Regions from separate parts of the Mus musculus genome. Here regions 1, 2 and 3 are each linked to region 4. A link is a contact called in public promoter capture Hi-C data. All regions are on one chromosome and are shown on one strand. The core of a region is the stretch at or near the end of the contact, and the rest is flanking DNA. Distances in the headings are between cores, read along the strand shown. Region 1 holds the start of Xiap (X-linked inhibitor of apoptosis). Region 2 holds the start of Thoc2 (THO complex 2). Region 3 holds the start of Stag2 (stromal antigen 2). Region 4 holds the start of Mcts1 (malignant T cell amplified sequence 1).

Region 1 (6,807 bases), core at 4,046-6,545, 3.5 Mb before region 4:
TCCCCAAAATTTTCTTAATCTCAAACCCCTGAGCTTGCTTCTTCCCCTTTTGAAACCTATTCTGCACCTATAACACAAAACAGAACAGGCCAGCAACTGCCACTGAGACTTCCACAAAATAGTAAGTTTAAAATTAAATGCAGGGCTGGAGAGATGGCTCAGTGGTTAAGAGCACCGACTGCTCTTCCAGAGGTCCTGAGTTCAAATCCCAGCAACTACATGGTGGCTCACAACCATCTGTAACGAGATCCAATGCCCTCTTCTGGTGTGCCTGAAGGCAGCTACAGTGTACTCACATAAATAAAATAAATAAATCAAAAAATAAATAAATAAATAAATAAAAATTAAATTAAATGCCAGAGAGCTGGGAGAAATCTCAGCACTTAGGAGCCAGGGGCAGGAGGGCTCTCTGTGAGCTTAAGGTCAGCCTCACCTATATAGTGCAACACCTAGACAGCCAGGACTACACAGAGAAGACTCTGAGCCTCAAAATGCCAATAATAATAATAAGTTTTATTAAATATATACAATGAAATGAACGAAAGCTGGGTGTAATCTGAGCACCTGTAATCCTAGCATTCAGGAAACTGAAGCCTGAGTAAGGCCGGGGGGCAGGGGGGGGTTGCAGGTCACGCTGAAGATATACCAGGGCTCCATCTATCTCAAAAAATAAAGAACGAACCACAAGTTACTAAGGTTTCTATTTTCACCTTGTTCTTCTAGTTTGGCTCTTTAAAATACAAATGATATAAGGCTTTTTAAAAAATGGCATGGTCTCACAGTTGCCTAGCTATTCCTAAAACTCCAGACTTGAGATCCTTCTGCAAAAAGCAATAACACAAACACAACAACAACAACAAAAATAACTAGCTAGATCCTTCCGCTTAAGCATCCAGACTAGCTATTACTACATGAACATGCCAGCCTAAGTTACATACCTCGCCACAGAAAGCAAAATAAAACCTAGGAGTGGGGCTGGGATGGCGCATGCCTTTACTTCCAGCACTTGGGAGGCGCAGACAGATCAAGGCCAGCCTGATCTACAGAGGGTGTTTCAGGACAGCTAGGGCTCCACAGAGAAACCTTATATTAAAATTTTAATTAATTTTGAATCTTTGGAGTTAAGGAGTTCAAATCTGTACAGACAAATAGGTTTAGAGTAAAGCTTACATTTTGAAAGCCTTTTTTTTTTTGACCCAGAAATTGTTCACAACATAATGCTGAATGAAAAACAAGTACTGACTAATGGGGCCCTAGATTTCTGTCCCACCTCAAACTTCAGACATTTTCTAGAACATGCCTTTTTAATTTAAAATATCCAAAACACCCCTTTTATGTTCTGAATTAAATAACAAACATATCTTGTGAAGAATAAAACAAACATGGAGATGCTGAGTCTGAGTGGAAAAAATTCAATTCAGGGTATTTTCCACTGTATATGATTATTAAGTATGATACTAATCTCTCATTTTCTAATTCTGTTTGTCTTCTCAAATGGACATTCACAATGACCTTAATCAATGCTAACAGGTTATATAACACTATTAACAGATTACTCCAAAGATAAACTTTAAGAATTGACAGCTTATCATAATCTTCCTGCCTCAAAATAATAAGGGCACTTTACCATATTCATCTTTTAGTGCTTCTTCTCTGAGATCGGAGCTCTCAAAAGCAGCCCAGGCCGTTCTGGAAAACGTTAGCTTCCTGCCTCAATTTGCCAAGTACAAAAATTCCAAATGTGTATCACTGTATGTAGAATCTTTAGACCCCCTACCACAGCAATACAACTAACTGCAGGAATTCTAGACAAGGATGAAGACACCAGTCCAAAGTCTGCAATATAACTAAGCAATTCATTTTTTTCACCCGAGTCTTCATTAGCATATCTGTAAAGAAGAGAACAGAACTCAACAGTGGGGACGTATCCAGTCTTACTTTTTTCCCCTTTAGTTCTAGATACTGACTTCAGAGCCTAGTGTATACTATGCTGGACTGTGTACACCCCCAAAGCCTTTGAGGCCTTTACCTCCAACCCAAAACATTTACCATTTTAAAAACTGTATAACATGCATGAGGAGTGATAACATGCACAAAAAGCAAACACTTAAGGACCAAACAATGCCACATAATATAAAAGTTGTATTAATTCTGATTCCGCTTGTACAGGTTCCGATGGTGCCCAAGCTAGCTTTGAACTCTTGATCCTCTTCTTACCAAACGCACAGGTTACAAATGTGAACCCTCACTCTGTTTTATTATTTTATGCATCTGGGTCTTTTGCCTGCATGCATATATGTGTATCACATGCAGGCAGTGCTCATGGAAGCCAAAAGCAGCATTAAATCCTCTGGGACTGGAGTTGCAGAAGGCTGTGATAGCGTTTGAATGCTGGGACTAGAACCGGGGTCCTGTGCAAGAGCAGCCAGGCCATGCCAGGCCATATAAACAGTCATCTGTCCAACCCAGCTTTGTTTTTGAGGCAGGATCTCACTACACAGCCCAGGCTGACTTGAATTTGCAATTCTCCTGCACTGACTCCACAGTGTTGTTGGGATTACAGGTGAAAGCCACCACACCTAGCTTTCTTTCCCCTTTCTCTCTCCTATTAGTGTATATTCATTGTACAAAATAGTGGGTTATGTTAGTTTCAAAATTACATCATGTATTTTGATCAAATTTTAACATTTTCTTTGATATGCTCAACAAAACAAACAAACAAGCCCAGAGCCCTATACATGGTAAGCAAGTATTTACTGTACTACATACACCAATACAATCTTTACAGGCATAACCTTTTAAAAATAAGTTTAATCCAAAATGATTCTGTAAGTTAGATTTATCTGTATGTCAAATTTGATATCTGAATTTCATAGTTTCTACACTATTTGATAATCAGGAAGCTTATTCTTTAAAGATAAAGCCAAAGCTTTTTAGCATTTCTCATGAATACAGAACAGTAGGTAAAAGCCAAAAGAGAAACATAAATACAGACCTGTTCTGTGAAGACGAAATAAGCCATACTGGATTTTACAATAAAAATTACTGATAAGTGGATGTTCATAAATACCAATTGCAAATACTTATGTTGATATACATCTATGTGAGCTTTAAAACTTTCTAGAATAAGATCAAACTTGTTTATAATATTCAAACATGTAAGGCACAGGAGAAAAGCAAAGTTTAGTTTTCCATCCGTCTTCTTCAGAAGTAACCAGGGTTACCATTTTTTTTTATCTCTTTCATGGATCCATGTGACCCAATCCAAACAGCTATATAAGCTTATGTTTCTGTGTCTGTAGGTAGAAATCTATCTGACCTAAAATGTTTTCCATTCTTAAGTTATGGGGAAAACAATCCCTGACTCAAGTTTCACATACATGTTTACTACACTGAAAATGACAGAAATGTTAAATAGAATATACTTAGATATTTGCTTAGAGGTTATATTGAAGCAACAGGAGTGGGGTGGCCAGGGAGCTAGAAAATCTGAATTCTAATCTAACTAGCATGGCTAGCATGGTAACCTTACACAAATCATGAAACCCTGAGCCTTAGTTTCTGCTTTGTAAAACAAAAGAGTTGAGCTGAGATCCTTCCCAGCTCAAAAATGCTATAATTCTAAGATGGCCGGCTCTTAACAGTGTTCTCTTGAAACTGGCTACAAAAAAAAAAAAAAAATCCTATTAAGGAGAAAATGAGAAGAATGAAGAAACACTGTAGAACTTTCCAGTCTTTAAAAAAAAAGACATTTCTAGGATTCATTCACTATCAAGGTATAGCTAGGATGTCAGAAGTAGTGCCATAATTGTACTTGAAGGTAAAGTTGTAGATTATTACAAACTGATAGGTTTAGTCTTCCCCAAGGCTTATGTTCTCCTTTTTGGAGATGGAGTGAGCCACTGCTTAGTTTCAGCAATCACCACTCCCTTCCTCCCTCCCGCCCCTGCTTAAAAGAAAAACACCCCACAACTCAAGTAAACTGTGGAGTTCAACGGAGTTAAAGTAATGGAACTGAAAGTCATAAGTGACATTTTTTTCTCTCAGAAATATGCTGGGGAAGTGACCAAGGTGACAAAGAGGCAAAAATTACCAGCTACTTCCTCCTCTGGAAGCTCTTTGGCCCTCATTCTTTAGGGTTCACATGCCCTTGCCAGAAACACACCACCCTGCCCCATACAAGGTATCGAACTGGGGGGGGGGGCAGGGAGGTTGATCAAATCTTTTTTTTTTTTTTAATTATTTTAACTAGATTTACCTTAGGTGTCACGAAGTTTAAGGAGGCTGACCCGAAGGCTTGAAGCCAGCCCCCCTACCCACGGCTTCCAGGGGCAATCCCGGGGAGCCTGGATAGGGAGCCCAGTCCAGCATTCCCCGCGGGCGGGCGGGCGCGGCCTTCCCGCCCAACTAGGCAGAGCTAGCCCAGGCGGAAGGGAGGGGGAAGAAATGGAGGGAAGGAAAAGGAGGGAGGGAGGAGAAGGGGGGGAGAAGGAAGGAGGGGGGAGGAGGAGGAACGCGGGAGGAGGGAGGAGGAGGGAGGGAAGAGCAGAGCAGAGGAGAGGAGAGGGAAGAGAGGGGAGGGGAAGGGAGGGGAGGGGAGCAGAGGGAGAGGAAGGGAGGGCGGGAAACCCACAAGAGCTGTACCCACCGCGCCAAGCACTCCAGTCCTAACTAAGCGCCGCGGGCGACGGGTTCCCGAGGGGAGGGTCCCGGAGGAGGGGCGGCCCGAGCCCGGATCAGGAAAACACAACTCTGCTGGGCGGCGGGCCCCGGCCTAGGAGAAGGAAACGGAAGTCACTATGTCTGTCTCCCTCCCTTCCTTCCTCCCTCGGCCTTCCCAGGCAGGACAGTCCCATCGGATAAAACTCGAAGACCGGAACCAAGTGCATCCACGTCAGGACTTTTAAAAAAAAAAAAAACTCAACCGGTGCAGCCCGCCAGCTTCCCGGGCTCGCCCAGCCACTGGCCTCAGGCCATGTCCTTCCCACCGCCACCCCCATCCCCTCCCCCGGGAGCTCCGCTCCCGCCCGGCAGAGCCCCTCCTTCTTTCCCACTCCGCCATCTTCCAGCCTACCTCTCTGGCCGAGCGGCCCTCGATTAGCGTCGCGCCCGCTCGGGGGACCGCCAAGGTCCCGCCGCCTCCCAGAGCCGGAAGGGGACATCGAGAAAAACCCCAGTCCTCATTATGCAGCCCAACCCCCCCCCCACCCCCCAACCCCCGCCTCCCCAGCTCCAAGCCAGAGCCTGACCCAGCGGCTGCACATGCGCACAGGTCACTTCTCAGTCCCCGCCCCCGACTCAAGCATTTCCTCTTTTAGCATCCAGGACTTTTTCTCTCCCCCCTCCCCACCGCCCCCCAGCTTTTACCTGGACTCTAGGGTGAGGAGTAGGGGAATACAGGTAAGAAGATTAAAGACCAAGGGGAAAAGGGCACAGTACATTGAGCTCTCACAGGATACCAGGGACTCTGCTAGGTATATAACATATTCCTCAATGTTATTTTGAAAACCATGGAAGGCAGAACACCTCTATTAAATTCCACCCTACAGAGGAAACTGAGCCCCGGAGAAAATAATTATCCCAGTATCACCCACCCGACAAAAAAGTAAACTGAGATTAGAGAATCGGTTGTTTCCAAATAGAGGAAGCTAGAAGGAATGACGAGACAGGGAGACAAAAAGAGGGTGAGAGAAATTTGTGAAGAACAAAGAAAAATAATAGAACAAAGATGGAAAAGACACAAGAGAAGATTATACAAAATGGTGATCATGCTATATGCTTGTAGGGTTGTCAGATAAACCTATACTTAGGTTTCAGGAACTTTGACTCTTAATGGCTAGTGTACTAAGATGGATTGGGTATATTTAAAAGGAGAAGACCATGGGCACCATCTGCCTGGTTAAATAATGCTGTCCTTGATGAAAAGGAACTTGGAAGAGAAGACAAAGAAATGTATTTGGTTCTTCAACTTTTGCCAATGTAATATTCCTTCTAATGCAATCTTTTTTAAAAATTATTACATTGTCTTACTGTATGAGGTCAGAGGGCAACTTGAGTCTGTTCTCTCCCAGCATGTGGGTTCTAGGGAAGAACTAATGTCCTCAGATTTGGTGGTGATGCCCTTCCCCACTAAGCCATCTGTGTCCCAGGCCCCCTGGGGTGTACTCTTACAGCTCTGAAAATTGCATCTGACTTATTACAATGAAGGTAATTCCAAGCGAGGGCTGGGAATGAGGCTCAGTAGTAGATCACTTGTCTAGCACATACAAGGTTGAATTCAAACCCCACCACTGCCAACAAAACAACTGCAAGCAAATACTGATCTCACCTGTCCAGCACTCTTAAATAAGCAAACCAACAAAGCTCCATCTTTATCAACAGAAGGGTCAGAAGTTCAAGGCCATCCTCAATAGGAAGTTTGAGGCCAGTCGGAGATGCAAGGGACCCTGTCTGGGAAAAAAAGAAAAGAAAAAAAGTCCCAGGCTACCCTCATTTGTCTTGATATTGTCCACCATCAACTCATTTAGAAGAGGCTGAAGTCGCTTGTACCTGTCTCTGTAGGAGCTGAACAGTATGACTCAACCCTAGGTCTTTCTGACCATTGCCCAGTCTGATTTCTCTGTTCTTAGGCTTGCTCCGCCTCCCCCCCACCCCCATCTAGCTTGCCTGAGGCTGAGTTAAATCTTTCCATTTTGACTTCAGGATAAGAGTTAATCATCTTAGCCTTAATTAAGTTCACTCTCCTCCAACACAGTGCTATGGTGTCTTCTAAGGGAACTATTTACCCTGCCCCAGCTCTTACCAGTT
Region 2 (7,078 bases), core at 556-3,055, 3.3 Mb before region 4:
TCCTCTGGAAGAGCAACCAATTCTTGTAACTGCTGAGTCATTGCTCCAGCCAAGTCTTGTTTCTTAAAACAGAATTGTATACATATTTCTGTAATAAGTAAGAACTCAGGAATATTGGAGGGGGGTGTGTTATGCACGTGGAGGTTTAGAAGTGACCCAACCATTGAGCTGTAAGGCCATATTAAAATAGGAGGCTTCACTTGTGTGTGAACCCAGAACATTGGGGGTTTGGGACGGGGTGGGTAGCAAGTGGTGCTGCTGCTACCACTGGGACGATTTGAGTAGAGTTATTTGGATTCAGTAACATGATACAATATTATTATTTAATTACAGATACCCCAATGAAGTCAATTGTGCCAGTAATGCCCTTTATAGCAAAAGAAAAATATGATTTTTGGAGGGGAGAAAATCCCTTGTATTTCTTGTTTCCATTAATCTTTTTAAAAAAGTCTGTATGTAATCATTTGGCAGGCTTGGAGCTTGCTATGTAGATAATACTGGCCTGTGACTCACAGAGATCCTTCTGCCTCTGCCTCCAGTCTTCAAAAATCTGGAAGAATTACTATCTTCTAAGAGCTTGGCAACTTTGAAAAGTACAGGGTAGTAATTTTGTAGATTCTCTCTCAATAATGGTTATGACTGCTGCCCTACAATATTGAATTAATATATAAAATTTGGGTATTAACAATTTTTAAAATTTGAGTAGTGTTTCTTCTAGCACTTCACAGGCATTTCACGGGCAGTCCCATGGTGTCCGTCTTTTCACTTGCTTGTCTACCTTGCATTAATTACATTCAGGCCAATGGGAAGTTGCTATGTTCCTGCCTCAGGTTCCCAAGTGTTGGAATTATATCTGTGGAACCCTGTGCCTGGTTCACTTGCTCTGTTTCTGAGATAATTTAGCTTTTTCCCCCCAGTAGTGAAGTACCAAAGCAGAGCCTGGTTCAAGGTAAGCAAGTGCTCTAGACCACAGCTACAGGGTTTTTTTTTTTTTTTTTTTTGTTTTTTTGTTTTTTTGTTTTTGGTTTTGGTTTTTCGAGACAGGGTTTCTCTGTGTAGCCCTGGCTGTCCTGGAACTCAAGCTGTAGACCAAGCTGGCCCGGAACTCAGAAATCTGCCTGCCTCTGCCTCCCCAGTGCTGGGATTAAAGGCGTGAGCCACCACTGAAGGTATAGCTCTAACCCTGGTGGAATTTATTTTCACCAACACAGGGAGATATCTTCCATATTTTCCTACAGTAACGTTTTCTCTTTGTAATAAGAAATATTTTTTGTAGAGAGATTATAACACCTTAAACATCGTTTCTCGGCATAGTAATACTCCCTAGTTTGACAGCTCAAGTAAGGAGTTAGGATTTGGCGGAGCATGCGGTTCCCAGCTTTTGTCCATTATGTGTGCCCTGTCCGTATTAATTTTCTATTTAGTCGTTAGTTGAGATATTTCTTATCTCATGTTCCTTTTTTTCCAGAAGCTCATGTCATGGCTTACAGTTCCAGCATCCACCAATGCCTAACAGACCGAGTGATTGAAAAATTACGAGTTTGAATTAGTGGCTTGGGGTAGAGATTACGGGAGATCATAAAGGCCACAGCGGCCTGGCGTTTTTGTTTTTTGTTTAATGTGTATATGTTCTAAAGGGAAGTAGGGGTGAGAGCTGTGGCACCCGCCACCTCTTTGTCGGCCTGGCCCAGGACTTCCGTTTGGTGGGGAAGTAGGTGGGGCGGGAAATCTAAACCCGAGTTCGCAGCTTCCGTCACTCCCCGTGGGCGGCGCTCCCCTTTGACCCCGCGCTCGGGAGCTACACATCCGGGCCACTGTTACTAGCGAGGGGAAGATGGCGGCCGCGGCTGTGGTGGTTCCCGCAGAGTGGATAAAGAACTGGGAGAAATCAGGGAGAGGCGAATTGTGAGTGTTTCTGACCGAGGGAAGGCGCCGGGCCGCCCTGAGGTCGGGGCGCTGGGCGCAGTCGGAAGTGGGGTACAGGGGCCGGGGGGCAGCGGCGCCCCCTCCCCCACCCGCACCCGGGCGGCGGATGAGGATGGTTGGTTGGTCCGGAGTTTCCACTTGGCTGAGGAGCGGAGCCGGGAGCCGCCACTATCGCCGCCGCCGCCGCTGAGCGTCTTGCCTTCCCTCCGACCTCCCCGAAAGCCCCGTGGTCCCCGGGAGCCCCGCTTCCTTTAGGTCTCTCCGCAGAACTTCCGTCTCGTCCCCTCAGGTCCCCCTGGGCTCCTGCCCTGTCGCTTTTTTGTCTGTCTGGCTCATCGTCTTAACTCAGCTCGCTGGGCTCGGCTCCTTTTCTCTCCGTGGCTTCGCAGCCGGAGCTGTGTGGGTCCGCCACTTGCCATGTCTCTCACTGTCCCGTTTTATCTTCTTATTTTTATTTGTCCCCCCCCCCCCCGGGATCTAAGACGACTCCCGCACTTTGGTTCCCGGCCTCTCCTGTGCCCGAAGTCTTAGGAGGGCGAACTGTCCCGAACTCTCTGCTCCTCGCCGCTGGTGGCAGAGGAGCCCGGGGCGTCGGGGACAGCCAGGCATGGCACCTCTGCTTTCTCAGGGAGCGGCAGCTTGCGCTGCCCTGGCCCTGCGGTACTCGGGAAAGTGTGGCAGGGATTGCCGCTTCTTTTTGCCAAGTCCCTGCCGGCGTGTCACCTCGCCGTGGTTTCGGGATGGGATTCAACTTTTCCTGGTAGAAGGTTTAGGGAACTCCATTTTGGCCTGGGACTGCAGCGAGTGCTCGCCCTCCTCGAGGCTTTTCTAGTACTTTAGGATGATCTCTGTGTCCTTTAAGTCATAAACTTACTTTGTACCGTCACCGGTAATTTCCTACAGTAGCGGCTTTCGCGCCTCCCAGTAGCCACCCCACCCCCGACTCCCCGTTTAAGTTGACAGAATTAATCACTGATTAAAAAAAAAAAAGTTGTAATTTCTTCTTCTGAGTCGCTCTGGAAGCTTAGCAGTCAATCCTATGTGAGATTAACTCTCTTTAGCTGCTTGAGTTGTCTCCCTCCACACTCCCACACTCATCCAGTATCAGGTTCCCAGTTGCTCACGGGAAGATAGGAATCTTTAAAACTTTGTTACTTCAAAGAAACCCGGTACACCAAGCTCTTGTGACTTGACTTACTCCCACATCCCTTTGCTGTTCTGTGAAACGTTAACAGCGTGAGTCCTAGAATTGGATTGTCTGAGTAAGTGGCTAGCTTAGCCCACTTAACCAGCTGAGTGACCTTGGATAAATTCGTAACCATTTGGGGCCGTTTCCCCTTGAGTAAATTGGGAATAAGAAGCGTTCTACTCGAAGGATTGTTGAGAAGAGTTAATGTCTATAAAGCACTTGGGTTATAGTAAGTGCGCAAGTGATAGCTATTAAAAGTAATATTATTCCAGCTTTTAGAAATTTAAAGTTCTCGGGACAGCTCTTTGCTTGGCGATTAGTTGGCCTCTGACATCCTGCATATTTACTTTTGTATGCTAATGAGTTGAGAGGCCCTTGGAGAACGGGGATGTCATCTCATTTTTTTTTTTTTTTTTGGTAGGACATGTCCTCCAGTATATACTTAGAGTTCCTTCGAGTTTTGTTAACTCAGAGGTCTGTCTCACATCTAAAAGAAGCATTCATGTTTACTTTTTATGTGCTGTTTAACCAGCTACCTGTTTGTCGAGTGCTGAGAAGGCAGGATGGGAAGCAGCTCGAGGGAACAGGGCCAGATTGGAGGGAGAGCCTCCGCAGACAGTTCAGTCCGTCCTTATTTAGCATCTAAAGCGGATTCATTTGTGAACTGTCGTGTTTGTGGGTTTCTCAGCTTCCTTCTTCTGGATGGATTTCACTGTGTGTATGGAGGGTAGCATGTGCTCCATCAGTGAGCTACATCCACAGGCCTAGCTGCTTTTGTTTTTGTTTTGTTTTGTTTTTTTTTAACAGTTTAATGTTTTTACTTCCACTTTAGAATAGGAGGAGGAGCCCTGCCTAACTTCTGACTGGCAATAGGTGGAGAAAAACTAAGTGGTGTATGAAGCCAAGAATATAAAGTGGGATTTTGAGTTTATATGTGTTTACATGATCCATGCTACCTAGTGTTAAAAGAGCTACTTAAAAACTGTACTTAGGATTTTCATGTATTTATTGTATAGCTTGTGGACTGTGGGTTTGAAGTACAGTAGATTCAAATTAGTGTGACAGTTTAATGATTATATAAATATAATTTCTGTAAGAGAACTTATCTTAAAAAAAAAAAGCCAGGAGGCAGAGGCAGGGGGATTTCTGAGTTCGAGGCCAGCCTGGTCTACAAAGTGAGTTCCAGGACAGCCAGGGCTATACAGAGAAACCCTGTCTTGAAAAACCAAAAAAAAAAAAAAAAAAAAAAAAAAAGAGAGAGAGAGAGAGAGAGAGAGAGAACGTATCTTTTTTTTGAGACAATTACCTTGTAGCTCATACTGAGAGAGAGAGAGAGAGAGAGAGAGAGAGAGAGAACGTATCTTTTTTTTGAGACAATTACCTTGTAGCTCATACTGACCTTGAATTTATTATCATCTTACGCATGTCCCACTACATTAGCTGAGAATTTAAAGTTGGATGGCACAGCTTGATGTGGTGTCTCACACTTGTAATCCTAGCACTTGGGAGGATAAGGAAGGAGTCCCGGGAGTTTGAGGTCAGCAGAGGCTACACAGTTAACTTTGTTGGAAACAAAACAATAAAAGGCAAAAGAAACAAGGCTTGAGAGCTGTCTGGGGTAAGGAGTTAGGAACCTTTACTTACTTCAGTTCTTAGGACCCACATCTGATGGCTTATGGTCTCCTGTAACTCTAGTTCCAAGGGATAAAACCTCTGGTCTCACAGGCACCTGTACACACACACACACACACACACACACACACACACACACACACCAAACACATACATACACACAGCTATACAACTAAAACATATCTAAATAACCAAAAAACTGAAGCTGTTTAATCTAACGAAATATTCTAAGGTTTGCCTTACTGGTGAATGAATCTAGAGGCTTTGTACATATTAAGCAACTACTACTACGAAACTATATCTTCAGCCCTTTACAAAATTATTATATTAGCATACAGAGTAATACATTTTATTATGGCATTTTCATACATGTGTCATAGTTTTAGTTTGCTGGTTTCCTCCCTACTGCTTTCCTCTGCCCACTTCTTGCTGGCCCTTTTTTCCTAACTAGACCTGCCATTTTCTTTTCGTCTTTTCTCTTTTTTTGTCTTCTCTTCTTCTTGTCTTGTCTCTTCTTTGACTCTGTAGCCATGGCTGGCCTGGGACTCACTTTGTAGAGCAGACTGGAAAATGCTGGGATTAAAGGCATACATACATACATACACCACCATGGCTGACCTTCATTACCTACTCTTTGTTAATTAATTAATTTATTTGGTTTTTCGAGACAGGAATTTTCTGTGTAGCCCTGGCTGCCCTGGAACTCACTCTAGACCAGGTTGGCCTCAAACTCAGAAATCCGCCTGCCTCTGCCTCCCAAGTGCTGGGATTAAAGGCGTGTGCCACCATTGCCACCTATTTTTAATCTACTCTTTTCTTTCACTTGAATTCTCTCCTCCTCTCTCATTGTACCTTTCTATTTTCATGACTTACACATACGTATATGTACACTTAGAAATGTGGTTTTTGGCATGCTTAAAATAATAATTTCCTGTTGTATCTGTAAATATATTGATTTTATTTTCCTTTATGCCTGGTCCATTTTGCTGTCACCTTCTTTTCTTCCTTGTCTTCTTCTTCCTCCTCCTCCTCTTCCTTCCCCTCCTTCCCCTCTTCTTTTATTCTTTTGGGTTTTCAAGTCAGGGTTGTCTCTGTGTAGCTCTAGCTGTCCTGGTCTGCCTCCCAAGTGCTGGGATTAAAGGTATGTCCCCACCACAGGCAGGCTTCCTTTTTTAAAGACGGTGTCTCTTGTATCCTAAGCTGGCTTTGAACTGTTGTATAACTGAGAATGACCTTAAATTTGTGATCTTCCCTCTATTTCCCAAGTGCTGGAAAGTTCTAGGAAGGCGAACCACACCCGGTTTATTCACTCCCGGGGATTGAACCCAGGGCATAAGATATGCTAAGGCAAGCACTGTACCAACTTTTTATTCAGTCCGGGGGATTGAACCCAGGGCATAAGATATGCTAAGGCAAGCACTGTTCCAACAGAATTACATCCTCAGACCTTTAATTTTCTGTTTTGAGATAGGGTCTTGTTCAGTTGTCTAGGCCAGCATTGAACATGAAACCATCCCATCCCCATTCCATTCTCTCAAGTTGCTGGGATTGCAGGACTGCACTGTCAGGTCCTGTCATAATGAACTATTTTAAACAATCACTATTTAGATATTGTAAACACATCATCATCCTCTACTCTGTTTTTATTCATTTGTCTTCTTTTCCTTATGTACAAACTTTGTTTAATAGAGCTTAATTTTAGAGGTTTTAAAAATCATGTTACATACATTAGCATTTTCATCTTGTTAAAACAAATAATATTGTTATTTGGAAAAAATGTCTTGAATATGAACTAGCAACTGGAAATGCTAAAATGAGGGGTAGAGTGAATACATTTGGTTTTTCGAGTATGCCATATGTAAAGTTATTTCTTAGGATTTTTTCCTTTTCATTTAATAATTTTAAATGTTTTTGGTTTTTAGAGATAAGGTCTTATGTAGCCCACCCAGGCTGATCTGGAACTTGCTCTGTACTCCAGGGTGACCTTGAATTCATTATCTTCCTGCTTTAGCCTCCTCACTATTGGGATCTCAGTGGCTAGCTGATTATTTCTTTATAAAACAGCAACAAGTGCTTTCCAGCCCTGAATTTTTTTAAGTATGTGTTGTGTTCCATGAGATTCCCAAGTTTGTATTGTTTGTAGCATCGTAGCAGTATATAGCTATTGTGAGAGTTACAGGGTCTGTAGTGATAGAGAAGCAACATGATGGTGAGAATAAGCTCAGTGATAAAGCAGTTTGCATAGTGTAGCTGGTCTTTGCTATTTTCTGGCTTCTTCTTTTTCTTACCCTTTAACCCCATGGTTTCACCCCCTAACACTAGTTAGTCGAG
Region 3 (6,798 bases), core at 3,453-5,952, 3.5 Mb before region 4:
AACTATAATTTGTGAAAGACAAATACAGGGACGCAGTATGGAACTACAAACAAAAAGCCCTGAGCATAAATATTAAATGTAGAAAACTACAAAAAATGCAAAGTACCTTGAAACTGTAATTCTATAGCTCCTTTTGTTTATTCTCCAACAATCATATTTCAAGCTACAGTGATACCTAGATAGGAGTACACTAATAGTGCACTGTTAACTGGGACTATCCCTTTGCTATTTTATTCTCCCAACTCCCAAAATAGTGCTCCTCTAAATTTTAATGTACAGTTTGCTTTTAAAATTAATTTTTCAGCATCAAAAACTGAAGTATTCTATCTAGTATCAAGAACTGAAAGCAAAGTAAAAATGCTATATGCTGTTTACAGCATTCCAATAGGGCTGTGATGACATGTTAGGCATGCAGAATATCAAACATTGCTAAAGTAACAATGGCATATTTTCATCCCTAACCCTGTATTCCTAGAGAAATTTGAGCCTGATCCTAGGCTAAGCCCCAATTTTACTCATACAAATGATAAAAGAAATGTTGAATTTAATTTCATTAAAATTGTATTCACATTTGGACTTTAAAAATCCATAATCAACTTCAGTGTTGCCAAAAGTCCTAATTTGTTGGTTTAGTAGCTAGTTATTGAATCACCACAAGAAATAAAAGCTGATGCCACATTTTAACCATCTACTTACGAATATTTGCATAGGAATTAAAATTTGAAGCCAGGAAGCTGACTTCTCTTAATATCCTTGTAAAAGCTAATGAGCGTGAAATAATGATAACAGTTCAGAAATGTTTGCTCCCTGACTGGGGTTAAAATTTTTCTATAATAGTAATATTGGGGAATATACTTTACCAAACCAACACAAAAATAAAAATACCCATTGCTTTGGATTCCTTTCCTAACTTTAACACATATTCAAAAGGCATCTAACAGAGGATCAAAACAAGCTTGACACCGAATACCAGACTGTAGAAGGCAAGGCACTTACCTTGGACTCTGGGAGCAAATATACTAATTAAAGGAGATCAAGGGTCTTATTTTTAATTGTACTTTTACTGCTGATGGCAATATGAAAAAAATGTTCTTAAAGGAAAACAATGAAATCGTTTTTCCTATCAACTTTCAAGTAGTTAGAAGAGGGGACTCTTGGGGAGGGTACATCATTTTAAATGTAAATACTCAATTTCCTATTGATTTAAAAAAGAACCCTCTCTACCCTGTCTGTCTCAAATACCTTTTAATACTACAGTACTTCCCAATGGGAAGAAATGGCTAGTTAGTCCATTCCTTTTCCAATCCACCTCTAGACCTAGTCATTAAACAGCAAACACTGAAGCTGAATTCAGCCATGTCAAGCTTCCTCCTGGAATGTTCCCCGTGGCACCCCAATCCCTTCACTGTCACTTACTCGGCTGCCAAAGCCCCTCCTATTAATAGTAAATCCCTCTCCTACTGACTCACAGCAGCTCCAACTTAATGAAACACACACCAAGAACAAGTTGTTAAATAGACAAATGGAATTTCCTATTTAAAAAAAAAATCAAAGAGAAAGCAGAAGCCCAGCACGTTCAGACTGTTCCATTTTAAGTCTTATCTGTAAGAATTTATGTTGTTTTCCCTGCAGGGCTTGTTCAAATATTTTCGAAACTTGGTATGCTAGGCATTATGTAATTTCCTACACACAAGCCTAAGTTTCCGTGTAAATAACTTAAGTAAATATAAAGAAGTCAACACACCAAGATGTAAAGACTTTGAAATCTCTCTTCCAAATTCTTTTTCCTCAACTACAGAAATTGTCAAGCAAACAGCAGAGTAGAATAAGTTACCAATGAGCCCTTCTGAACTCATCCAGCCACAATAATCAACTGGCGGCCACCACTCCTTTCATCTCTGGCCTCCTACTCTCCCTATCTTGAAAGAGAATGGAGGGCCAGTACTCACTAAGGACACTGAGGATAACATCAAGGCAACAAAAGTATCAAAGTACCATGCTAAAAAGTCAAAAATCTTACAGTGTTACTGTAGAAGCACCCTGCCCAACTCCTAGATAGCAACGTCAAAAAATTCAGTATACAATATTGAAATAACCACATTTACTACTCAATGAGTACATTTTATATTTTAAAAGGATAAATAGAAATGTGAGGTGAAATGAACTTAAATATTTCTAATTAGCAGGAATTCACGCACTTCATCCGAAAATGGAAAAAAACAGACGATTTAACACAATGTGTCATGAAATTACAATTCAACCACTTGAAAAACCGCTGAACACTTCTGCCTTAACTGGTCCTTCTGATCCCTAATTATAGATTGATATCAACATAGAAAGAAAACCAGGCATTTTGACGTAAGTGGTTTAAAATGCTCAAAATTAACCCCACCGTTCATTGAGAAATATATGATATGAAAGCAAGACCAAACTACCTGAATTGCATGTTGTTAAACAGAAATATATCCACTTTCCATGGCCATCAAAAAAAAAAAAGCATAATAAGTTCACATATACCCTTAAACGCAACGCACTGGGCTCCAGACAGAATTAGGAGACCGCCTCCTGCTTTTGCTCCTAACCAATACGCAGAGAGAGAAGGTTGGCAGGAAAGTGCTGCGAGGACAGTAACAAACACCAGCAAGCTCCCGAGCAGGCCCTGCTAGAGCCAGGAATGACGCACTTCGGTAACCCGACTCTTTCTCCCCTCCACCCCCCGCCCCCAGCAGCGGTGCTGACACCGCCAACAGCCCGGAGTAGGAAAAAAGACAACAGAAAAAAAGGCAATGCTTGGACCGCACTAGGTTTCATTAAGAAACCTCGATTATTCCTCTTTCGACACTAGCCACCAGGACCAAACAGGAAAAGAAGCTTCGTGCTTAAGCAAGTCCCATCATGGTGGTTTAAGTCACTAAATTAAGCTGATAATGAGTCCAATCCACAGAGACATATATACAGGGTGTGGCTGCTGTGAAATACGGCGGTCCGTGGGAGAAAGGGGGTACGGAATTTACACTCCAATGTGAAGGGAAGATGGGGTTTTACCAGGGTCGAGGAGGAGGCGGCCCGCGCATTTTAAGGAACCATTGCAAACCAACACAAGCGTCTCCTTTACTTAAACCTAACCCCACAGATCAAAAGTTTCTGATAGACATAGCATAGAAGCTGGAAATAATCATTAAATCAAAAACCACGACCCTCAATTTAAAAACTACATACAGAAGAAAGGAGGAGGGAGAGGGAGGGAGTAGGCAACAACATAAAAAAACATCCTAGGCCACGGAGAAGAAAGTCTCCCAGACCGGATGAAACTACTAATGCAATATTAAAAATTCAAGTCGAGCACCAAAGCCCGAAAAAAAAAAATCACACGAGAACCCATTACCGTTGAGGATTAAAAATAAAATGACATATAACACCAAGGAGAAGAAACTAAATGCCGAAAGTACAGCGGTTTATCAAAAAAATAATAAAAAAAATCAAAACTAAAGGCAAAACAAGACATTGTCGCGGCGGGAGGGAAAGGGAAAAAAAGGCCGAAATCAACAATACGTTTACAATTCTAGGCCAGAAGAAAATGGGAACGGGGCTCAAAGTTTTGCGGAACTACTTGATGCTGTTTCCCACACCTTCTCTCTCCCATGGCCCAGCCGACCCTTTTTCTCCTAAAATTGTAGTCCGCAGATCTCCGGATACGTGAGAGAAGAAAAGAGAAAGTCGCCCTCAAGCAAGAATAAAAGTGTGGAGGGAAAACAGAGGCTGCCTACCTGGGGCAAGGATCAGCTCAGTTCGTGCCTTGAGAAAGACAGTGCGGGTGGGGGTGGGAACGAAAAAGCAGCACTAAAACTAAAACAAAAGTGGCGCCAAAACCCCCCAACAAACAGCCTTCCACTCCCGCCCTTCCCCCCCCTCCGCCCATGCCAGGCAGGCAGGGCCCCCTTCGGGGCAAGCTCTACGCGCTGGGGACCGACGCCGCCGGACCCCAAACGATTTCGAAAATTGGTGCCCTAAGAAAACTGACCGAAGTCGGGGCCTCGGGAAGGATGGAGAGATCGATGCCAACCGCTTTGCCCAAGCAGTTCCCCCACCACGCGCTGGAGATGATGGGGCGGGGGAGAGAAGCCGAGGGGCCCGTCACATGAATGTTGTTCCCTCTCTAGGAAGGGAGGAAGAGAGGGAGGGAGGGAGGGAGAGAGGGAGGGGAGGGAGGGGAGGGGAGGGGAGGGGAGGGGAGGGGAGGGAGGGAGGCAAGGAGGGGAAGGGAGAGGGGAGGGGGGACGAGGGAGGGGTGTGAGCAGAGTAGATTTTCCCTCGCCTCCCTCGGTCCGAGGCCCAAATAGACACAAACGAGCCTGCTCGGCCTCCCCTCCCCCCGGGTTCCCAGCACCACCATCTTGCTCGCTTCCTTCCCCGCACCACCACGGCGCGCTCTCCCACCGCCACCACCACCACCCCCCCTCCCCGCCACCACACGCCACCGGGCCGTGGCCTCCCCGGGTTTGCCCCTTTCTTCTCCACCCGTCCCCCCCCCGAATCCCGGCCAGGGATGGCACCCCCACCCCACCTCCAGTCTGGGGGGCTCTCGTCCCCCTCCACGGGCTGCTTAAGAGGCCCCGGGAGGAGAGGAAGCGAGCGAGCAGGCTACGCGGAGGCGCCGAGCCTCCATCTTGCGCCGCTGCGCGTTCTCCATTTTGGGCCACCCGTGGGGGGGGGAGCCCCCTCCGCCGAGGTCCCCGGGGGAGACTTGGGCGAGGGAGGCGAAGGGACAACCTTCCAGCGAGGGGAGTGAGAAGGGAGCGTCTTGCGCTAAAAAAGCGGCTCCGGGAGGAAGGAGGCGGGGAGGGGACGCAGGGGGCGACTGCAAGTTCCTTGGAAGTGTTGGGGTAGCGACTTGGGGACGGAGAGGACAGGCAGGGGGTGACGCGGGGCCGGGGCGACGCTGGCTCGCTCCCCGCCCGGACACGGCCACTCGCTCGCTCGCTGCCCCGCGCGGGGCCCCCTACGAGGCCGCGGCCCGGCCCCGGAGCGCCCGGCCTTCTCGGCTCCCTCCCGGCCGGCCGCACGCTCTCTTCGCCCGATCGCAAGCACACACACCTCACGGTGGGCCGCGCGCCCTCCGGGTGCCCCTCCAAACTTCTAGAAGCTTCGCCTCCGCCATTTTATAACTTACCTCCCCCCTCAGCGTCTACAGAGGCAGCAAGGAGACTGTTGGCCTCCCCCACTCCTTCCTTCTTTCTCAGGCCGGGGGCTTCTTCACCCCTGGGCTGGTACAAGATTTTTCCCCCTTCCTCTTCTTTCCACCCTTGAGTTCTACTGAGGGACGGAAGCTCCCGCGGGTCTAGAGCCGTGGGGGGGTTTGAAAGTGGCGGTCGGATCCGGCGGGGTGCTTTTTTTGTTTTGTTTTGTTTTTTTCCCTTTTTTCTGTATTTTTTTTCCTTTCTTTTTTTTTTCTTTTCTTTTTTTTTTTTTTCTTTCTTTTTTTTTTTTTTTTTTTTTTTTTTTTTGGTGGCGCTTCGGGATTGTTTGGGGTGTTCGCTCTTCGGCGACTTGGAGGCGAATGGAACGCGCAGGCGCCATCTGTCGGCCGCGAACCCGCGGCCCAGCTCCTGTTGGGAGGCAGCGGCATCTAGCGGCGGCGGGCTGCCATTGCGGCGCGCGCCACGCAGCCCTCCCACCCGCCAGCCTCCTCCCCGTGTCGCCGACCAATCGCCGCCGCCGGACTCCCCGCTTCCGCGGCTCGGACGCCTCCTGTGAACGGGGCGCCCGCAGGGGCGCGCCGCCGAGTGGGGTAAACAAGCTGGCGTGCCCGCGCCTCTCTTACTCAGCCGTTGGGACGCGCTTCCGCCCTGCGCGGACTGGCTGAGGGCCCACGGCGCCACCGAGGAGGTCGCCGAGAGGCCGGCGACAGTGTCCACTGGAGCCCCGCCGTGGGAATTCCGGGGCTTCAGCGGGCCGATCGTCCGGCTCCCCGCCCCCTGCGCAGCCCTGGCAGCCCTGCAGGCTAGCAGCACCCTTCAGAGCTCTCCAACACAACCCACCCCAGTAAAGGGCCACTTGTTCCCAGATCTCTGGTTTCCTCACGTCCTTTCCAACACTCCTCACACTTCCTCCCCAAAAGACCCAACTAGGCCACTTGATCCCAGCGAGAATGGATAGCTTGGCAATTTTGCTTGCTTTCTTTTTTCCTTCGAGTATGGTTTAAAGATTCTCTTTATCAGGAAGACTACGGGTGGGGGGAATTACATATAATTATACATATATATGTGTATGTGGATATATAGATATAATTTTCAACTCACTATTCCTGATCCATAAAAATGTGAGCTCCATACTCAAATTCTACTAGACTTAGGGAGCTGGACTACTAGGCTAATTGGCCGCTCAGCCGGTTTTATAGGTGACTTTTGGGGGCGGAAGAGGAGATGGGACCAGACAAAGTGGCGTGAAATCCACGTGCAAGGACAGGGTTAGCAGGGGACCTGTGGAGATTACTAGACACTCACTGCTGCCTTGTGTGGAGGCGGCCTTGCCACATTGTTAACAATTACAGTTCTTGGTACTTCCTCATAGCCCTCCCACAAGTATTTTGAAGTACAGAAAGACCTTTTGCACCCAGTCCAACTCCCTTGACTCTTTATCACCCTTGGGTGTTTATTGTGAGGATATTTTTTCTTTTTGTCACTTCATTTCCAGTCCACCCTACATGACCTTTGCCTAGAGCACTGTATGCGGGGGTGGGGGACACTCAGGAATGGCCTGTCCCTGCCAAACTTCTCTTCTCCTAGGACAGGAAGGGAA
Region 4 (7,120 bases), core at 625-3,124:
TGTCAAGTATAAAATAAATCTCAAGAGCAAACTGAAATAAATCGACTTATAAATAAAAACAAGTCTTTGATAAAACATTACACAAAGTAGCATTTTCATATACATAGATAAGATTTGAAAATAGAAATACAACTAACTTTTAGAGTTAACTCTGTCTATTCTCATCATTGCTCTATCGATAATAATTCCATTTAGAATGAAAACAACCTAACCTTTGATATTCAGCTACTCTAATCTTTACATGGAAAAAAACAAGGACTTACCATCGGACAATTTTCACAGGGTCTTTCTTAGGCATGATTTGATTAAGCCATGGTTCAATACCTGGAAATTGCTCTAGCAATTGATTTTTAATACCCTTAATAACCGAGGTTTTCAACTGGATGCAGTTGGACACATTTTCTTTTTCATCAAATCTGGCAAATGATTTTTTTTTGAAGAGAAAAAAAAAGGGCATTGCTAAGCAGAAGAATCAGAAATCTAAAAGTAAGGTTCTAATTAATCATCTATTCCCAAGCAAGTACTCATGCTTAAAATAATTATGAAATAAATTGTTTTTAAAATACAAATTTCCATTTGTCTTATACAATACAAAACCAACGTGTTAAAGACAGTATTAGAATAAACTCTCATACATACTGCAATTATTGGGGGCAAAGAAATTGTTATGCTAGAATCTGTTGTCAGCTAACAAAAATGCCTTTTACTGAAAATTTCTGCTCAAAGGAAAAAAAGACTCCCATCTATTTAATAAAAATCTATTTTTTAATCTAAAAGAAACCTCACACATTAAAATACAAAAGACTAACCGAAGCATAACAAAAGAATGAGAGCCCCAGCAGGCTATGTAGTCTGTTGTTTTTTGTTTTTTTTTTTTTTAAAGAAATAGTGAGATAATTTTAAAATCCCTGTCCAGATTTGCTCAAATTTTCATGCACAAAACCCACCTTCCTTTGCCCATGTTCCCCTTTTTTCCTTTTGCGTCTATCAGATCTGGAAGATAAACCCACTGGATAGGTTTCCAAGGAAATTGGTCTTCCTTACACAGACTAGCACATAGGGCTACCACGTTGTTCTCAAGACAAGGTTAATCTAGCAGCTTAGCAATAGGCTTGACAGGCCAGCCGCTTGCTTCCTGTCACCCAGACTCCCTCACTGCCATGACCCAGGAAGTCAAGCCTTCCTTTTTTCAGTTCATAACTAATAAACATATAGCAGAGTGCAGGGCTCTCCTCTCAGCTGAGGATGTGCCCCTAAATCACAGTGCAAGGATGTGATTGGTAGAATACTAGGAATGGAGATAGCACTGCTGGAAAGGCAGAACAGGGCTAAGGAAAAAGGAAATGGGAGCGGGAGAGCCAAGCCCCGACTGAAGATTAAGGATGGAAAGCTTAAAGAAGTGGTCCAAGTCCGAAGTGAGCATAGTACTATACTTTACAAAACCTTAGGAAGTCAGGATGGCAGGGGCGGGGGAGAGAGAAAGAGGACCTTTGCTCTCTCCCTCTTCCCCACCCCCACCCCCACCGCCTTTCTAAGCAGCCAATGGAGGCCACAGCGTGTCCTTACTTCTTGAACATGATCCAAGGTGAAAGGGGCGACGATAGGGAAGGGCCCGGAATGGGAAGGAAATTGAATTAGGAAGGGTCCAGCACGAGGAAGGCCTGCACTGACAGTCGGAGCTGCTGTCGTTAATCCGGAAGGCGAAAACACTATCCGCTTTACGGCCCTTAGCGAAATCTGACTACTTCCGCTCCTCTCGACTCCACGTTGACGCTTTTGTCGGCTCCTTTTCAGTAACAGCTTAGTCTCCATTGGGGGTAGCCGAAAGGGCGGGACTTCAGAAGGAAGAAGTGATCAAGCAATTCTTTCTGGTTGCTGGAAGAATAGAGTGGGGGAGGGAATCAATCAAAGCAGAAATTGTGGCAGTCAGTTACGGGTTCCTCAAAGGGTCAAGATTCTTAGGTCTTTGTTGCCACCTACCACTATGCTAAATAGTTTGTAAGGATAATAGGTTTTGCTTCCTATCTGAAGCAACAGAGTGAATTGATGCCTATCAAGCTGCTTGAGCCTAGGCGAGCCTCATAGCTTCATGTTAAATTAATGTCAAAGTTGTCAGGTTCAGCAAATAAAATTACAAGATACCTAGTCAAATTTGAATTTCAAATAAGGTGAACACCTTTTGGTGCAAGTATACTTCATCTACGTTTTGACCTTGCTTATGCTAAGAACTACTTGTTTTTCTGAATTTAATTGAACAACCTTTTTTTTAATCTGGTAGCTATAATCATTGGACAGTGAAGTGCTGTCATAGAATTATCAAATAAGTCATCAGGTTGCTGTCCCCTGCTTCACTCTGATAGTTAAAAACTGAACTATAAATCAGGAATGTAACAGGACATCTTGGCACAAGCTTTTAATACCAACCAGTACAGGGATGGGAGTTGGGGTGGGGGTGGGGGCAGGACAGGCTGATGATCTCTGAGTTCAAAGCCAGCCTGGTCTACAGAACTAGTTCCGGAACAACTAGAACTACACAGAGAGCCTGTCTTGAAAAAGAAGCAAAACAAATAAAATTGATTTCTTGAACACAAACAAAAATGTAATTTCCTCCCAGGCATGATAACTCATGCCCTAATCACAAACCTTGAAGGGTTGGAGAAGACTTGAGACCCTATCTCTAAAAGAAAACAAATGAAAAAAGGAAAATAAGGTAATTCCCTTAAAGAATAAAAAGACTGCTGCTCCAGTAATAGTAGTCACAAGTGAAATGAAAAGATAAAGAAATACATTTTGGTTGTATGGTAGGGGGTTGTTGTTTGTTTTGTTTTGTTTGTTTTTCTCTGAGACAGAGTTTCACTATATATGCTAGCTGACCTGGAACTCCTTATGGTGATCAGACTGGCCTCAAATTCAGACGCCTGCCTGCTTCTGCCTCACTCGTACTGGGATTAAAAGCATGTGCCACCACATTAAGCTTTGAATACTTTCTAAAACATTTTTCTTAAAGATTTATTTATGTATTTTATGTATATGAGTTCACTCTAGCTGTACAGATGGTTGTGAGCCATCATGTGGTTGCTGAGAATTGAACTCAAACCTCTGCTCACCCAGGCCCTGCTCACTCCGGCCCAAAGATTTATTTATTATTATGTGTAAGTACACTGTCGCTGTCTTCAGACACACCAGAAGAGGACATCGATTCCATTACAGATGGTTGTGAGCCACCATGTGGTTGCTGGGATTTGAACTCAGGACCTTCAGAAGAGCAGTCAGTGCTCTTAACCACTGAGACATCTCTCCAGCCCTAAATTTTTTTTTAAGAAAACAAAATTATGCTTCTTGAGGGTTTTCAATCAGAAAGGTAAAAAACGAAATCATGATGGCAAAGGGATTAAAGACTACTCAATATGTGAGACACAGAAATACTAGATCTATAAGACAAATACCACAGTCTCTCTAGGGGCAAATATTCTAGTCCTCAATGGGGATATGAACCTTTAAAATATTCCAGACAAACCTACTATGCATTTATATTGTTCAACTGTTTGTGAATAATTAGTGGTTACCATGCCTACCTTGTCTTGATTCTATGGTATCAACAATCTTCATTTAATAATTTAATATTTTCCAATCAAATCTGCATGACCGATTATGTTTGTCTTTATAAATTAACAATTTGGTATTCCTGTTTACCCATCAGTCTTTTGTGAACATCTTTAGCATGTATCTGTATTACTAATATCAATCAACACTGAAGCATTTGGAATATTGCATTTATAAACATGCAAAACTGAAGCTGGGTCGGCCATGGTAGCCCCTAGGTATAATCCTAGCAGGAGCAAAGCATGGAAGTCGAGGCAGGAAGGAGGAGAGGTCAGCGGCACCTTGGCTACAAAATGGAACTGTCTCAGGAAAAAGAAAGTCCACAACTTCTTGCCAAGTAGTACTCCTCTCCTAGCAATTCTCATGCTGCTCTAAGAGCCTGCATTTCATAACAAGTACATTATAAACAACCATTACTAAGGAGGTTAGTGTTAGTGAAAATAGATAATTCGCTACAAGTTACACAGATGCTCTCTGATTTAAGATGGGATTACCAAGCCATAAACCCATTCTATAAACTGAAAATATCATTAAATTGAAAGCATGTTGGGGCTGGAGACATGGCTCCGCAGTTAAGAGCACCCGCTGCCCTTCCAGAGGTCCTGAGTTCAATTCCCAGCAACCACATGGTCGCTCACAACCATCTGTAATGGGATCTGATGCCCTCTTCTGGGGTGTCTGATGACAGCTACAGTGCATTCACATAAAAATAAACAAATATGGTCTACAGAGTGAGTTCCAGGACAGCCAGGGCTCTACAGAGAAACCCTGTCTCAAAAATAAATAAATAAATAAATAAGCCAAATAAATCTTTTTAAAAAAAGAAAAGAAAGAAAGCATCTTTAAATACATCTACCCTAAAAAGCAGCATAACTTAGCAATGTGGAACATTATTGAGAGAGAACTGGTTGTTTCCCTTCATCATCACTGACTGATGGAAAGACACGGGCTTTACTGTCATTCCCCAGCCTAGCAAAACAATATACCACATGTCACCAAACCAGGAGAAGATAAAAATTCGTTTCTACTGAATGCATATTATTTTTGCATCCACCATCAAACCATCAGGGTAATCTGTATCTGGCAACATTGTATGTAATTAGTATGTTCTACAAGCAAATCAAAGTTAATTTCTTGGACAAAAAAATAGTAACAAATTAGCCAGATGTGGTAACACATACCTTTAATTCTAGCACTTGGGAGAGAGGCAGGCAGATACCTGAGTTTGAGGCCAGCCTTGTCTACAAAGCAAGTTCCAAGGCAGCCAGGGCTACACAAAGAAGCTCCGTCTTGAAAAAAAAAATAATTTCTTAAACTTTTTGTTTGAAAATCTACACTGGATCTGGAGAGATGTTTCCCCAGTTAAGATGACTGGCTGCTTTTCCAAAAGGACCTGGGTTTCATTCACAGAACCCACATAGCAGCTCACAATCATCTTTTTTTTTCTCAGTTCATATAATTTATTGCAGTTAGCACACAGTTTAAAAATTCACCAACACGTCAGTAGTACAAAACTAAACAACATTATAAGTTATTTCCCCCTCAGGAAATAAAACATACTATGATTGTCAAAGCTAGATGTCAGTCGAAGATTTAGAACAAAGGAAGAATGTGAAACTAAGTAAAAGAAAAAGCAATCACAATGACCGTTAAAAAAAAAAAAAATCCAGGGGCTGATGAGATGGCTCTGTGGGTAAGAGCACCTGACTGCTCTTTTGAAGGTCCGAAGTTCAAATCCCAGCAACCACATGGTGGTTTACAACCACCCATAGTGAGATCTGACTGTCTCTTCTGGAGTGTCTGAAGACAGCTACAATGTACTTACATATAATAAATAAATAAATAAATAAATAAATAAATCTTTTTTAAAAATCCAAAAAAGTCCGTTCTTCCACAGACATTGTCTCCTCTAAATTAATAAAGATTATTTTAACATAAACTGTATTTGTAAAAAAAAAAAAAAAAAACCTAGAAACTCTTCAAGTAACTAAAGATAATGCTCCAAGGCCATTTTCACAGCTTTGTTTGTTTGCTTGTTTGCTTGCTTTAAATGCCATTACAGCCAAATTAACATACATTTGACCAAATATTTCCAAAACAGTCCAGCAACACACAATGGGGTTTTCCATTCAGTATCTTAAACACAAAAATAGGCTATGTTTACAGTAGTTAAGGCGATCAAATTTTAAACAAAAGCAATTAAAAAAGAAAAAGGGAAAAACAACCACCGGTTCCCATGCTACTCCCATAGACCTTATTTGTAAGTGCAAGACAGGAAAACAAACAGTGTGCAAAACGCTTCTGCCCCGCGCTGGCCATCAGAACCACACGTCGGGCAGCAGCCTCTGCTGCCCATACACAGTCTACTAACCCCCCTCCCCATGTCAATCAAGGCGGTTCAGTCCTTTCAGCCTGGGGCTTTTTCAGTCCATAGAATCTTTTCATGAGTTAGGGGGTAGGGTGAAGGAAAGGAAATAGGGAAGAAAAAGAAAAGGGAAGTAAAAAGGAGGGAGAGAGAGAATGACCTATGACCTATTGTCAATTTGTGCAGTAGTTATTCTAAAAACACTCGGCTGGGTACGTGTGTACACCTAAACTCTGAGCTGGCATGGGTTCTGTGCAATTACAAGTGCTCACAATCATCTTAACTCCAGTCCTGGGGGCTCCAATGCCCTGATCTGGCCTCCATGAGCACCAGGTATGCATGCAGGCAAAGTACTCATACATATAAGAAATATATGTATAATTATATAAAATAATATATAATTTGATATTAAATATATAAAATAATAACTTAAAACTACTAATTTTACTTATTTAAAAGTGTTATACCAAAAATCCATATTACTAGAAATAATAACTTTTCTTTCCTTATGAAGTCAATCTCTTGCTAGAGCTGGTAATAGTCAGTGCCCAGTTGATGGCATTTTTGCTTTGCTTTGGACTTGTATTTTGGGGACTTTATGTATGTGCCTGGTACTGGTTTTGGGAATGGAATCCAAGACATTGTGCATGCTAGGCAAAGCACTCCACCATGGAGCTACACTCTCGTTCCTCTTTTCCTAGTTTTTTTTTTTTTTTTTTTTTTTAATTTTGAGCTAGAGTCTCACTAAATTGCTCAGGCTAGCCTTGAACTTTCTCTCAACTTCCAGAGTATCTGGGTTTCTAAGCCTATGGTATCAGACTGGGAGTAGTAGTTGTTGCTTGATTGCTTATAGTTTTGTTTTTTTTAATTCTTTTGTGTTGTTGTTGTTGTTGTTGTTGTTGTTGTTGTTTTGAGGCAGATCCTTACTCTATAGTCTGACCTGAAATTTCATTAAGCTCAGGCTGACCCCAAACATAACAGTCTTGCTCAGTCTTTGAAGTAACCAGGCACCAACCACCACACATACACTGGTATAGCACATACCTAGTATGTGTCATGCTGTCTCTCTCCCTCTCTCTTTCCCTCACACTCACCCCTCTCTCTTTTCTGCTCTCTTTCCCTCTTTCTCACTGTCTCTCTCTGTGTCTCTGT

What was found. Promoter capture Hi-C pulls out the DNA fragments that hold promoters and counts their contacts.
Region 1: a contact with region 4 is called in a promoter capture Hi-C map of pre-B cells. The contact joins the promoter of Xiap here to the promoter of Mcts1 in region 4. A contact is called at or near these places in 3 of 39 promoter capture datasets (cranial neural crest, maxillary cranial neural crest and pre-B cells).
Region 2: a contact with region 4 is called in a promoter capture Hi-C map of pre-B cells. The contact joins the promoter of Thoc2 here to the promoter of Mcts1 in region 4. A contact is called at or near these places in 5 of 39 promoter capture datasets (cranial neural crest, frontonasal cranial neural crest, maxillary cranial neural crest and 2 more).
Region 3: a contact with region 4 is called in a promoter capture Hi-C map of pre-B cells. The contact joins the promoter of Stag2 here to the promoter of Mcts1 in region 4. A contact is called at or near these places in 4 of 39 promoter capture datasets (cranial neural crest, frontonasal cranial neural crest, hippocampal neurons and 1 more).

What each region holds. Positions count from the first base shown.
Region 1 is chrX:42,066,324-42,073,130 of GRCm38.p6, reverse strand. It overlaps Xiap (X-linked inhibitor of apoptosis), which reads right to left and starts at 5,295. Exons shown (of 8, transcript NM_009688.3): 1 at 5,075-5,295; 2 at 4,649-4,774.
Region 2 is chrX:41,906,628-41,913,705 of GRCm38.p6, reverse strand. Thoc2 (THO complex 2) reads left to right here and starts at 1,805. Exons shown (of 39, transcript NM_001033422.1): 1 at 1,805-1,905. The coding sequence starts at 1,835.
Region 3 is chrX:42,148,058-42,154,855 of GRCm38.p6, reverse strand. It overlaps Stag2 (stromal antigen 2), which reads right to left and starts at 4,702. Exons shown (of 34, transcript NM_001290713.2): 1 at 4,565-4,702.
Region 4 is chrX:38,595,225-38,602,344 of GRCm38.p6, reverse strand. It overlaps Mcts1 (malignant T cell amplified sequence 1), which reads right to left and starts at 1,874. Exons shown (of 6, transcript NM_026902.4): 1 at 1,567-1,874; 2 at 264-416. The coding sequence starts at 1,577.